Regions from separate parts of the Gossypium hirsutum genome. Here regions 1 and 2 are each linked to region 3. A link is a contact called in public Hi-C data. All regions are on one chromosome and are shown on one strand. Each heading gives the region's core, a stretch centred on a gene start, on an enhancer-like site or on the middle of the called end of the contact. The rest is flanking DNA. Distances are from core to core; before and after follow the strand shown. Region 1 holds the start of LOC107918157 (neutral/alkaline invertase 3, chloroplastic). Region 2 holds the start of LOC107918182 (UDP-glucosyltransferase 29). Region 3 holds the start of LOC107918150.

The links. Hi-C and Micro-C count contacts between places; a contact is called where the count stands out from the background.
Region 1: a contact with region 3 is called in a Hi-C map of leaf, with 1.6 times the contacts expected there. The contact joins the promoter of LOC107918157 here to the promoter of LOC107918150 in region 3. A contact is called at or near these places in 2 of 34 Hi-C or Micro-C datasets (both in leaf).
Region 2: a contact with region 3 is called in a Hi-C map of leaf, with 2.9 times the contacts expected there. The contact joins the promoter of LOC107918182 here to the promoter of LOC107918150 in region 3. A contact is called at or near these places in 11 of 34 Hi-C or Micro-C datasets (anther, callus, fibers and 2 more).

What each region holds. Positions count from the first base shown.
Region 1 is chrA01:42,906,535-42,909,234 of Gossypium_hirsutum_v2.1, forward strand. LOC107918157 (neutral/alkaline invertase 3, chloroplastic) reads left to right here and starts at 1,399. Exons shown (of 8, transcript XM_016847688.2): 1 at 1,399-1,500; 2 at 2,069-2,700. The coding sequence starts at 2,167.
Region 2 is chrA01:42,852,670-42,855,369 of Gossypium_hirsutum_v2.1, forward strand. It overlaps LOC107918182 (UDP-glucosyltransferase 29), which reads left to right and starts at 1,321. Exons shown (of 1, transcript XM_016847713.2): 1 at 1,321-2,700. The coding sequence starts at 1,390.
Region 3 is chrA01:42,690,812-42,693,511 of Gossypium_hirsutum_v2.1, forward strand. It overlaps LOC107918150, which reads left to right and starts at 1,383. Exons shown (of 9, transcript XM_016847679.2): 1 at 1,383-1,607; 2 at 2,277-2,325; 3 at 2,417-2,479; 4 at 2,574-2,700. The coding sequence starts at 2,289.

The sequences.
Region 1 (2,700 bases), core at 149-2,648, 220 kb after region 3:
ATTTGTCATATGTCTCGAGACATACTCAACCGTCTCAAGACACGACTCCCCTGAAGCAAACCTTAGCTTTGATGTTGGCTTGTCTTGAGACAAATGAACTTTTACCTTGAGACAAGTCTCCAGATAGGGCACCCCTGAAACAATATTTAGCTTCGATTTTGTAATGTCTCGAGATAAATGGGCTTTTGTCCTGAGACAAACAGGCTTGTATCTTGAAATGTACCACGCCATTTCTTACTAAAAATTAACGGACAAGTGATCAGAATATATTAATTTGATAATGCTAACTACTATTACGTAATTTTTAAAAGTTAAACAATTGATATATAATTTTAAATAAAGTTTTCTTGAGTGTACGGTCCTGCCTTTATCTAAGAAATTTTACTTAATTTTTATAAAATTTTAATTTATCAAGTTATCACCTAATATTTTAATTAAATGATTAAAGTATTAGTATTAGGTTGTCTCCATTATTAAATGTTATAAATATATTTATAGACACATATGTATTTTATGTATTTATATATCAACAAGTTAAAAGAAAGAAGATAATATCTTTAAAATTTAATAAAGATATTCATCGTATCAAAATTCATCATTTTGCATGTAGTCGTTTGTTTTAAATATTTTGATATTTAATCTCTAAAATCGACCGAAAAACTTAATTAATATAATATCAATATTTAAGAATCAATTTAAAATTTAATAATAAATATTATGTGATGACCTTAATTAAGTTCATTGTTCACATTATAATTAACTAATTCAAAGAAGGAAAACGCAAAAGAGACGTGGAAGCTTGGCCATGTCAAATTTCTATCCATTGCACAGTTGAAATGATTGCGTGATTTGCTTCGAAAAGGAAAAGGTAAAAACACCTGTCTAGCCCCTTTCAGTTAATCTTTTTAAAAATCAAATTAATTTAATTCTTGTCATTTTTTAAAAGTAAAAGTATGAACAATTAATCACTATATTAATGTTTTGTATCAATCATACATAATTTTGATTGGTACTATAATAAATTTAGCTGTTGACATTTACATATTTTGTTAATTTGACCTTAATTTTTAAAAAAAATAGATGAATTTAGCTCAACATTTACAAAAATATTGTGAGTTAAACTTGTTAAATAGAAATAAAATTGACAAAATATGTAAAATTTGAGAGTTAAAATTTATTATTATATCAATCAAAATTGACGAAAAGCATTAACACTATTTTTAATTGCTCAATTTCGGAATTAATAAGAATTAAATTGCTTCAATTTTTTAGTAGGGACCAATTTGCTCAATACCAAAATTGAGAGTGACTGGGTAGGTATTTTTACCCAAAAAAATGAAATGATTATGTGATTGCTTTTGGTACACACAAAATAATAGGAAGAAACATTTCCTTTTTATTTTATTTGTATATTATTTACATATTTTCGTTTTATTTCAAAACTAACTGTCTCGGATATCTTTCGTCTCGTTTATGAAACAGAGTAACAGACCCACTAAGGTTAGCTAATTTCTTTCTTATTTCTCTGTAATTCTTTATAATCCTATTGGGGTTTTGTTGTTTCCATGGAGGGATTTGCATTTGATTTGGATTAACTAAAAATGCTTCGAAGAATATAAATTTTTCTTACTTTTTTTTTGCACTGGATATTTATAATTTACTTTAATCCTCCTCATGGGCTTTTATGGAATGCAAAGTAATTTGATTATATGATTTTTCTTTTAATTTCTATCCGCTCAGTCAGTTAATATGTTATTCCAGCATTTTTGGAATTTAAAAAAAAATGATTTGATGAATCTAAATTTATGGTGCTTTTTTTATTTTATTTTCGCATATTTACTATTCATGATTTTATTTGAATTTTGCTCCTGCGCTTTTGTACAGAAGTTTGATTTTCTTTTTTTGGTTTTAATTTCTATTGGATCAATTAATCAACTATGCTATGGTTTATATTAGTTTCAAATTTTTTCCTGTTAGTTTATTTATTTTTCTTTTTGGTATTATGTGAACTCTTTTTGATATAATATATGTTGATTGTATCCTTTGATTCTTTTGTTTTTGGTTTAAGGTTTCAGTATCTTGAAGTGAAGTGAAGCTTTTGGATTTGTTTGATTAGAAGCAGCTCAATTTTAATTAGGTGCCTTTAATTTGATTAGCATCGTGTCAATGGGAACTTCGGAGGCTGTTCTGCACGTTTTAACGGGGGCTGTCCCTCAGTTTTTAAGTAGTGATATGTGTTCTAGCAATTCGGATTTAGTTTTCTATTCTAAATGCCACATTAAGTCTGTGAAGAAAAAAGGGTCAAGGCGTTTGCCGTCCTTGAAGTGTTCGAGTATGTCGGGATGTCAAATAGGAAGCTATAGGTGTAAGCGACTAGGTGGTGGTTTGCATGGGAATACGGCAATCGACAGATTGACACTTCTTAGATGCAAATGCCAGCAAGCTGAAAGTGCGAGTGGAGTAGATATAGGTGAAGGAAATGGGGCGTGGTTTGTGGATAATGCAAAGAAATTGAATCTTAATGGTTCGATGAACTCGGAAGACATTCTGGAGTTCAAGACTGTTGAGCAATTGAAGAGTGAAAATGAAGTCTCAATGTCGAATGGTAAAGTGGGAACAGGCACAAACACCATTTTCACGGGTGGTGTAGATTCTGTCGAGGATGAAGCATGGAAGTTACTCCGGGCTTCTATGGTTTAC
Region 2 (2,700 bases), core at 71-2,570, 160 kb after region 3:
AGTGTCAACGAGCGATAACTCCAAGCTTACGTCTGAGTGGATCCTAGATTCAGGATGTTCTTTCCACATGTGTCCCAATAGAGAATGGTTCTCCACATACAGTTCAGTTGAAGGTAGAGTTGTGCACATGGGAAACGATTCATCTAGTAAAATAATCGGTATTGGTACTGTTAAAATTAGGATACACGATGGGACGATTTGGACACTCTCAGATGTCAGGTATGTACCTGATTTACGAAAGAATCTCATCTCCTTGAGTATTTTAGACTTGAAAGGATGCAGAATCAACATCGAGTCGAGCAACATTAAAGTATCTCGTGGAGCTCTCGTTTTGTTAAAAGGTAAAAGAACCGGCAGTCTTTATATTCTGGAAGGTTCTACAGTGACCGGTGAAATCGGACGTCCCTCGTCCATTACGGAGTCAAAGTCAACTCATTTGAAGCGGAGGCAACTTGGTCATAGGAGGGAAAAAGGTATGACCGTTTCGTTGAAGAGAGTTTCTCTTTTGGATGCAGGTTTTGAAAAGTTAGGGCACTGTATTCGTGAAAATCAGACCCGGGTTAGTTTTGATTTGGCAGTGCACAAGTCGAAGGCTAGAAGTCTTCCAGCTTCTAAGCATAGATTCGACTCAGTTAATTCCCTGCATAGTTCAAGATAGGCCCATGGCGGGTTTTGGCAAAGATGGCATTGAAAGAATTCGTGTCAAGGTGGAGATTGTTAGAATTGTGTGACCCAAATTCTAAGAGATTGCTTGCAAGTCAAGTTAAACAAAAATATATTTTCTTTCTAGAAGATTTAGTATTTATTAGTATAATATATTTAGCATTTATTAGTATAGTTTATTTGACTTACTAATTTAGCCTATAAATAGGCTCCTTTACAATCTTAGAATTAAATAGACACCCATTAGATTAGAACTCATAACACATTCAGAGAATTTTGTGTTTACGTTTGAGGGTTCTTTGTTTTCGAGTTTTCGGGGTTTAGTTTTTATCTCCATCTTTTGTACTCTTCATTCTTTTGCCATTATAGTAAATTTATCTTTGCCCGTGGTTTTTTATCCTCTTTTGAGGGGTTTTTCCACGTTAAATTTGTGTGTTCATCTTCTCAATTTCTTCTACTATTTTTACTTGTTTGTTGCTTAATCGGGACGATCCTAACAATATTACTCCAACTAGAAGTTCTGATTTTCAACGCCCCATGCTTTACGTTTGTATGTATGAACATTATTAACTTGGAAGTTTCCCTGACCCTGCACATGGGGTGGTTCCATTTTTGTCTCTTTCGTATCATGGACGTTTGTTTGATATTTTTATGTGCGTAATAATTGATATTCTGCATTTCATTTATATTTATAAATCGATCAAACATAGTGAGCAAAAGAGAGAGATGGATACAAAGCAAAAGAGAATTCGTGTGTTAATGTTCCCATGGTTAGCTCATGGCCATATTTCATCCTTCTTAGAGCTAGCCAAGAAGCTCATGAACCAAAACTTGTACGTTTACTTCTGTTCCACCGCTACAAATCTTGATTCCATCAAGCCAAAAATTTCACCTAATCACTCACTTTCAATTCAATTCATTGAGTTCAAGCTGCCATTGTTGCCTGAGCTTCCTTCTTACCATGACACCACCAAAGGATTGCCAACCCATCTATTGAACGCCCTATTTAAAGCCGTCGAAATGTCCGGTGATGGGTTTGCCACAATATTGAAAACCCATAACCCGGATTTGCTTATTTATGATTTGCATCAACCCTGGGCACCTACACTTGCTTCCTCACTCAACATACCTGCCATATTTTTCTACACAGCTTCTGCAGCTGGGCCTTTTTTCGCATTTCATGCATGGAAGAAACTTAAAAGGGAGGAGTTTCCCTCTCCTGAATTTTACATAAACGATTACTTTATGCCAACAAAAAGCTCCAGAAACGAGTTTGGGCGTACTCCACCTGATTCCAGTAATACAGAAAAGATTTTTCAGCCCTTTAAACACTCTTTGGATATCATTTTGGTTAAGAGTTTTAGGGAGCTTGAAGGGAAATACATGGACTATCTTTCGATCCTATTAAACAAGAAGGTAGTTCCAACAGGTCCACTAGTTCGAGACGCCATTGAAGAACACCATGAGAACGAGAAAGAGATACTTGAATGGCTTACCAAGAAGAGAAAAGCCTCCACCGTGTTCGTTTCCTTCGGGAGTGAGTATTATCTCTCGAATAAAGAAAGGGAAGCCATTGCTGAGGGGCTTGAGCTTAGTGAGGTGAACTTCATTTGGGTCCTCAGATTCCCTGTTGGAGATAAAGATAAACCCAAACTTGAAGAGGCATTACCTGAAGGATATCTGGAAAGGATTGGTGAGAGAGGGCTGATGGTGGAAGATTGGGCACCACAGGCGAAAATACTGCAACACTCGAGCATTGGGGGATTTGTGAGTCACTGTGGGTGGAGCTCTGTAATGGAAAGCTTGAAATTTGGAGTTCCAATCATAGCAATGCCTATGCGTATGCATATTGACCAGCCATGGAATGCTAGGCTTGTACAAGATGTTGGTGTTGGAGTAGAGGTAAAGAGAGGTAAGGATGGGAGCATTGAAAGAGAAGAGATAGTCAAAGTGATCAAACAAGTGGTGGGAGAGAAAGATGGGGAGAATATAAGAAATAAAGCTAGAGAAATGAGTAACAACATTAAAATCAAAAGA
Region 3 (2,700 bases), core at 133-2,632:
ATCATTTTTCACACTTTTTCGTTGAAATAATTCAATTATTTTTTTATTATGGGTTGTTAAGTGTGCTTAAAACTTTTTCAATTCCACACTTTTTCGTTAAAATAATTCTATTATCATTAATCTTTTCAACATTAAGGATATGCTTGATTAGGTGGAAAAGTGAATAAATGAAAGGAGTGAGTAGAAAAGTGAAATGAAAATAAATTTTAAATGTGTTTGGTAGGGAAAAAAAGCGAGAGAAAAAAAAATAAAAGAGATGATAATTTTCTATTTTAATGTATAAAAACTAATATTCCAATTTGAAATAATGGGAAGAGAAAAAAATGAATGAGATACGTATGTTAGTTTAAAATTATGTATTTTTCAAAAGTTTTGTTTTTTTTCTTTTCATTTTCTAAATCTACCAAGTAATAATTTGAAGCCATATACGCAATATATGAATACACTTGAATTTATACTTATAATGTGAGTAGGAACACATTACAAATTTTACATATTCACAATCTTAAATTAATATACAAGTTAATTTTTAAATGTATTCATGTAACACATTCGACCAAAACGTGAGTAAATTATATTTTTTGGATTAATTCAAATATTTGTTAATAATAAAAATGATTGAAAATGTTAAAATACATAAATACTATCTTTTATTTAATAAGGGTAATTTTTGTAATGTATTATTACATTAGTGTTGAGTGTAGCAAAATAAGTTAATACAACTTTTACGGGATTCATATCAAATGTTGTAAAGTAACTTTCCTATAATAAAGAAACACCAAAGTCAGTGTAAATGATAAATAATTAATAATTTTTTATTAAAGTATTGGATTAAATTAAAATTATCCAAAATGTTGAAAATTTTGTTTTTGTTTATATATTTTTCAATGATGTATGTAATTTTAAATTCCAAAAAAGCATATAAACTTTTAGCATAGGTTAAATTTTAAAACAAATTTACGGAGTCAAAATTTTTCAACGCAAAATCGCATCGGTCTATTTTGCAATAACCAGAAAGACGGCTAAAAAGACAAAGATTAAAAAAAAAAAAGGAAAATGACGGTTACAGCGTAGGAACGGCAGTATCTGAGCAGCGTAAATGTAAAAGCGTGTGGACCCCACGGAAATCGATGCGTTTCTTTACCGTCGATGAGCTTTCATGAAAGTCAACGGATCGACGGTCCACAGGCAGCCAATTGTGCCAAATAGGGCTAAATTGGTGAGAGGGGGAATCTCTTGGGTGGGCCCAAAACTTCTTACGTGTCCTACGAGTGACCTGACACAGATGGCGTTTCATTGCCACTTGTATTTTATATTCCAATTTTACCCTTAAAAATGCCATATTTCCATGTTAGTCCCCCCGGGAATCAGCCGAAAAAAAAAAAATGAAAAACGTTCGTCGCTTTCACTCTCAGTATTTTTCTCCTTCACTAACACGCGCACTCAGAAAAAAAAAAACGTTTTGCTCACTAAGCTCACTCTCTCACTACAAGTGCTTCCCTTTCTCTCTATATAATTTGTTTTTGTTTTTGAGATCTCGAAATTATATAAAATGGCCGGTTATCCATTGTAGGGATCTCCTCATTTGATTCGTTGTTTGAGCCGAGGTACGGTTTGGCCTTCGAGAAAATAGAAGGAAAAAAAAATGCTACGTTTCTGTTTTCTTTTTCTACTTTTGGTCGATTCTTTGTTTTGTATGGCATTTAGTATTCTAGTGTTGTTTCAGCCTTGAATTTCTTTTTCAAATTTTTTTTGTTTGATGAAAATGGGAAAAAAAGGAAGTGGTTTTAATTTGAGTGTTGATGTTTCTTAGTCGTTAATTTATCTATTTGAATGAACACAGTTTACGTGTAAGTGCTTGATTACGAGCTAGTTTTGGCCGTTAAAACTGAGTTCCTTTTTTCAAGTTTTACTATTAGTTAATGATTTCGTGTTGTTTATTATAAGTTATATGTTAATGTATATATGGATAAATTTGTTATGTTAACGTTCTTGATGATACCTTTTAATCATGTTTACTTTGCGTTGGTTTTAACCTTGTTCTTTTTTTTTCATGTTGGATTATCGTGATTGTTACCAGAAAATGAATCTTGAATTTGTTGGTGACAATTTCAGGACCTGGTAAAGGCTCCTTGACCGCCGTAATTGATAAAGGATACTTCTAATAAGGATAATTAATAGTTGTAATGACCCTTTAATTTTTATAGTGTAATGAATCATTATTGTGCTTTCTTGTGTTTTGCAAGAATCATAATGTCGCATTGTTTGTATTGCAGGACCTATCATTTATGGCTTTCGACCTCTGGGGGACATCATTCACTGAAGGTGCTTTATTTTTCTCAAATTAGCACATGCATGCAGTCTTATTTTGATCATTTTTTTTTGTGTGGTTTGACTAACTGTCTGTAATCTGCAGAAGAAAACAGCCCTTTCATACAACCAGAATGGCCGTATGACTTTTACTTTGGTTATGGCATCGGTATAATAATGGTCCTATTTTATTTGTACTTCTGGTGGATATTTTCTTGTCTTTTTTAATTACCATAGTTATGCAATGTGTTCTTTTTCTACAGATATGATTGAAGAAAATGCCTTGAATGAGAAATCTTGTATTCAAGTGTTGAGGATATTGATTGCAAAAGCAGATACTGAAATCGATGAACTTGAAAAAGATTTGGTGTTGCTCCAAAGTGAATTGGT